Linked DNA regions of Danio rerio: region 2 is linked to region 1. A link is a contact called in public Micro-C data. All regions are on one chromosome and are shown on one strand. The core of a region is the stretch at or near the end of the contact, and the rest is flanking DNA. Distances in the headings are between cores, read along the strand shown. Region 1 holds the start of rps5 (ribosomal protein S5). Region 2 overlaps ngef (neuronal guanine nucleotide exchange factor).

Region 1 (2,877 bases), core at 198-2,697:
GTTAAGTATCTTTTGCTAATTCTACATAGAGAAATAATATTGGCAGCCAATGACTATTAAAGTACAACATAGCTCACAGTCAAATAAACAGTGCTAATGTTGTTTTGAAGTCATAGTCACATGTGATTTCAGACCAAATCTTCAAAGTGCCATGATAAACAATATAGTGATCATGCCACAAGTCATCACTGAACGAATGTCTCAATATAAAACCAACTTTCCTCTATTAATTGATAACCACACTACTTTGAATATTCAGTCTGAAAACACATGCATGTATGACTTCAAAACAACATTAGAATTATTTAACAGACTGTGATCAATGTTGTACTCAGTCATTGGCTGCTAATATGATTTCACTATACAATATATGGAGCATGTCACAAGTTGTCACTGATCAAATTGAGGTACAGTTGGGTTTATATTCGCTCATTTGTTTAGTGACAACTTGTGAAGCGGCCCCTATAATGCTTAGCATGCTAAATTGAATATTCAGTCTGAAATCGCATGTACTGAGAGTTTGACTTCAAAACAACATTAGCATTATTGGATAGACTGTAAACAATACTTTTATAGTCATTAGCTAGATAGAGCAAATAGATCACAAAAGTAAAAAAGTTCATATTTGGAAATGCAGATTCATATTTAGAAAAATGCTTTCCATTCATGTAGTTTGTTAAAATAGGAGAGCGTTTACGACAACTTGAAAATTTTGAATCTGAGGGTTAAAAAATTATTGAGAAAAAGCACCTTTAAAGTTGTCAAAATCCTATTCTTAGCAATATACATTACTTACGTTAGTCATTATTCAGTTTAGATCAATTTAGGGAAAGAACTTGATGCCACTACTTTAAATTATAATACTTTTTATGCATCAAATAATCGAATATATTTAGACCCATACAATGGATTTTGGCTATTCCCAAAAAATATATCAGTGCAACAACAAAAGATCAAGACTGTCTAATTGCTTTTTATATTAGCGGTAACCTAAAAGTTAAGCAAAACTCAAAAGTCTATTATAAACGAAGCATAAGTTACATGGAGGGAGATTAAAATACATTACAATCTGACGTCTATATGACATTACTAAATGCCAACAAATTATTTATTTTGTGCATTTAAACTCAAGCGGAAGACCAAAAATATGCATATAACTCAACTAATTCCTTTAAATAATACAAAACAAACAAGCTATCTCAGCACTCAGGCATGCGGGTTCGCTCTTGGTCTTCTTCGGGAAAGACAGCGGCTCATGGACGGCTCATAAAGACGCTCAAACTCATCATTTTGACCACACATATCTACAATTTTTAGGTTAAAACACGCAGATAAGGTTGTTAACAGCCGTTTTTATATACTTTGGTGAGGGAAACAGGGAAATAAAAGCTTTAAAACATGTTTTCTAGCGTTACCTTCGCAGCGTGTGTGTGAATGGCGCACTCGAGCAGGCGGAAAGGAAGAGCGACACGAGGAGCGAGAAAAAAACCACTTCCGCTCAATGCACTTCCGAGTCGTGCCTTCTTCTTCTTCAATTCAATGGCGATTGACAAACAACAAAATGGTGTATTTCCGCCACCAACTGGTATGGAGTGTGGATCACTATGACTTAACCCTCACCTACCGCTTTCTTTGATTAAATCCTCTCCCATAAATGAGATTTTTTTAGCTATTGCAATAAACAGGTAAAACATGTATTTCCTGAGTTATTTTGTAGAACGTCATCTAATTTGAATTCAACTCTTATCTCTTCTAAATTCTTACCAAGTTCTCTCCTTTCGTCTTCATACTTCATGCAGTGTACTGTATAACATGTTCTACCGTCTCTTCTTGCCCACAGAACTCACATTGTCCTGTACCATGTTTACCCATTTTAAAAAGTGTACTATTTAATTTTGTGTGTCCAAATCTCATCCTAGATATTATTATCTCCTCTCTCCTGTTTTTTCCTACACTTCTCATTTCTCCTACTTTCTTTTGAATTTTGTAAAACCACCGGCCCTTTTTTCATCATCCCATTGTTTTTGCCACCTTTCCTTCATTCTTTTCTTAATAATACTCTTGACTTCACTCTTTTTTATTAACAAACTGAAACATTTACATTACGTTACATGCCAGGGATCAAAACAGAAATGTATCTTTTAAACAGATTTACAGTTTTTACAGCTTTTTTGTTCGTACATTCGGGAATCAAAGACATATAAATATTTAGATCTTCAAGAAAAATCTGAAAGAAAGGTTTATGCTTACAAAATTTACACTTGTGTATAAAATATTTGGCCAAAAATATAATAAGATTAAATAAAAAAGCATCTGGATGTTCATTTTGATGATTATATCCTAAAATAACATTTTCATATTTTAACATAACATCAGGAATTATGCCACTAAATATACCTAATACATTTTTCCAAAATATTCATTCCAAAACAGATGAGACAGATCTTCAGTTTGGTGATCACAGGAGAAATTTACATCAAAATCTTCAGAAATAAACTTTTGTTAAAAAAAAAACCTTTGTAGGGTAGCACTATACTTACAGACTGACTTCATTATTTTTAACAGCTTGTTTTGCTTCCTTATCTGCAATTTCCTTGAACACCAATATGCATAAAAATATTACAGTTATTCCCATCATTTGAGTTCTATACAATGTTTGCATTATTTATAATAAAATGTCTGGTCTACTTTCTAAATTACTATATCGTAAACTTGCCAGTGAAGAACTTGAGTCTGAACAGATGACTGATTTCAAAGGTCTTATCTCATCTACCCATTGTATTGCTAATAAAAGTGCAATCATTTCTCCTGTATACACCGAGACTTCGTCACTAATCCTTTTCCCTACTGATATTTGAAATTCTGGAACTGTAAAGG
Region 2 (2,877 bases), core at 271-2,770, 160 kb after region 1:
GTGTAAAACAAGTTATAAATAAGTACTCAAAATAATTTTGAAATATATTCTAGAATATAATAACTATTATACTTATAATCAATCTAAATTTAAAAATGTAGTATAAATATTATAATTATGATTGTTATATTGTTGAATATAATTTTTGCAACAATGCAAGTGTCAATGTTGTTTAGTGTCAATTACAATCAATAAAAAAATAATTCAATGTGCTCTCAGAAGCACTCTGGTCTAAAGCTTTTTTTAAATGCATCAAATCTAAATAAAATCCAGCAAAAGAGGCACATTATATCACTGTTGTTGTCAGACACAATCTAGACTCTTTTGGTCAAATGCATGTTGCATGAAATTACCTCTTGCAATGCTGCTTCCTGCCATCTGTTCATTTTACTATTTTTGTGGCACATCCTTCCTGTGTTTTCTTCTCTCTTAAGGATATTTTTAGCAAAGTGTCACCAGGAATCATCATGTATTAATGCTAAAAATCTTATTTAATTGAGGTATTCATTTGTTTTTAATTGTATGTTTATTAATGAAATGTTGCAATAAATAAAACATCATCATCATCATCATCATCATCATCATTATCACCTGTGTTTCTTTGTCTCTGAACACACACCTTCATCTCTCCTCCTCAGGCTGGATACTGGGTGAGAGGCTTCACGATGGAGAGCGCGGCTGGTTCCCGAACCGCGTGGTGGAGCGGATCATGAGCGCAGAAGTGCGGGCTCAAAACCTGAAAGAGTGCCAGCGCATCCAACAAGCGCAGGAAGGAGCGCAGGGAACCAGAGCCGCCTCCAGGGGGCGCGTGGCTGTCAGAAACTCCCAGTACAATGCCAGCTGGACTGACCTGTAGGCACAAAGAGCAAGACATGACACCGCATCAACACCACCATTCATTCTCCTAAATCAACAGGGAAAGCGATGGTACATTAGTACGGTGGACCGATTGTCATTCAGTGTCCTGTGTTTTTTTTTTTTTGAGGACTCGACAGGGTCTTGGAAGAGCTCTTGCACTTTAAGCACTTGTGTTTTATGAATCGCTGCTTCCATACAGTCCTAACACGCTGTAAGCATGAAGGATTTCAACTTCCGCAGTCTCTCACACATACAAACACACACAGGGACTACTTTTTGAGGTGAAGGAAAATAAAAGCTATCGCTACATGAGGACTTTTGTAAAGTCATAATGCTTCTCTCGGAAAAGGAATGTATTAATGTGCATGGTCACACCTTACTGACTATACAGGTTTGTGTTTTTAAACTAACCTCCAAGGACAACGAGGACGTACTGTACCGTGTGGAGCTCATTCTCCTGCCAATCCACCTGAAGAACTAAAATGAAGAGCGAGCGAAAATGAACTAAATTAATCACATTATTTTAGGAAATATGGAGGTAAATCATGCTGATGAAGAACACTTATTTCTGTTTTGTGCACGTGCTGCATGAAAGTGTGTGTACAATCAGTCGCGCACACATTAAACTATGTTTTCATACACAAACACACACTCTACACACACAGAAGAGCAATGTTGTTGAACCAGTCTAACACCAAGCAGTGTCCTAACCAGTAAGTTTCCAGCAAGCCATTTGTCTGCAGTGAGATAAATCATGTGTGATGTGGTATAATGCTGATTAATATCTCTGTTTTCATTCTGAGGATGTCATTTTTTAAGTCGTGTTAGTTTAAACATACCATGATTTCAATGCACAACCAATTCAAAATACAAGATTGAATTAAAGCAATCATATTTAAAGCTGAAGAAGCACAAGTTATCACACTATTGTGGTCAGATGTGGGACATAATCTTAATTTTGTTCAGTCTTTGGTCAAAGGCATGACTAGTTAATGGAGATCTATTAACAGCATCAAGAGTGAGCTGATTTGCCTTAAAAGGACAGCTCACTTCAAAAGCAAAATGCTGTTGTTTAATCTCATGTTGTATTACCCTGCGAATGTTTTTAGATGAATAAAGAGAAGGTTTTTACTTTACATATGCTCACACTGCTTATAATCCCTGTTTACACCTGGTTTTAAGATGCATTTTTGTTAATCTGATCAGAAGATGTGTAATATTAGAGCTGGGGTGTCCAAACTCAATCCTGGAGGGCTGGTGACCTGCATAGTATAGCTCTAACTTCCTTCAACACACTTGCCTGGAAGTTTTAGTATACCTAGAACAGGGGTGTCCAAACTTGGTCCTAGAGGGCTGGTGTCCTACTGAGTTTAGCACACCTGCCTCGAAGTTTCTAGTACATCTAGTAAGAGCTTGATTAGCTGGTTCAGGTGTGTTTGATTAGGGTTGGAGCTAAACTCTCCAAGACACTGGCCCTCCAGGACCGAGTTTGGACACCCCTGACTTAGAAAGAGCTTGATTAGCTGGTATAATTGGGGTTGGAACTAAAATATGCAGGACACCAGCCCTCCAGAACCAAGTTTGGGAACCCCTGTAGTGTTGCTGGATTTTCTGTCAATTTAAACACCTCCTAAAGCACAGGTGTGAAACTCAGTTCCTGGAGAGCCGCAGCTCTACACAGTTTAGTTTCAGCCCTAATTAATCACACCTGATAAAAGTAATTGAGTCCTTCAGGCTTGTTTGAAATCTACAGGTAAGTGTGTTGGAGCAGGGTTGGAAGTAAACTGTGCAGAGCTGCGGCCCTCCAGGAACTGGCTTTGACACATGTGTCCTAAAGTATCTTAATTCAAAAACTTACGCCATCTTATTTCTAAATCCATGTCTTTTCTAGTACACATGTAGTATAGTTATAAAAACGGCTTCAGTTTTAGTGTTTTATCACACAATATAGTTTATATTTGTTACAGATTATCACAAAAGCACAGGGATAATACTTTATAGATGAGCACTGTTCTGTCT

What was found. Hi-C and Micro-C count contacts between places; a contact is called where the count stands out from the background.
Region 2: a contact with region 1 is called in a Micro-C map of caudal fin, with 6 times the contacts expected there. The contact joins the enhancer-like site here to the promoter of rps5 in region 1. A contact is called at or near these places in 2 of 18 Hi-C or Micro-C datasets (caudal fin and hematopoietic stem cells).

The regions. Positions count from the first base shown.
Region 1 is chr15:42,689,256-42,692,132 of GRCz12tu, forward strand. It overlaps rps5 (ribosomal protein S5), which reads right to left and starts at 1,448. Exons shown (of 6, transcript NM_173232.1): 1 at 1,416-1,448.
Region 2 is chr15:42,847,536-42,850,412 of GRCz12tu, forward strand. It overlaps ngef (neuronal guanine nucleotide exchange factor), which reads left to right. Exons shown (of 15, transcript XM_692454.8): 15 at 639-1,994. The coding sequence ends at 856. Among named protein-coding and RNA genes, the nearest start is that of trnai-aau, 4.7 kb to the right of the region's middle. Within about 2 kb of position 1,521, at least 7 of the 62 cell types and tissues checked have an H3K27ac peak or open chromatin away from gene starts, as enhancers often do. A contact at or near this core is called in caudal fin, where this site is marked.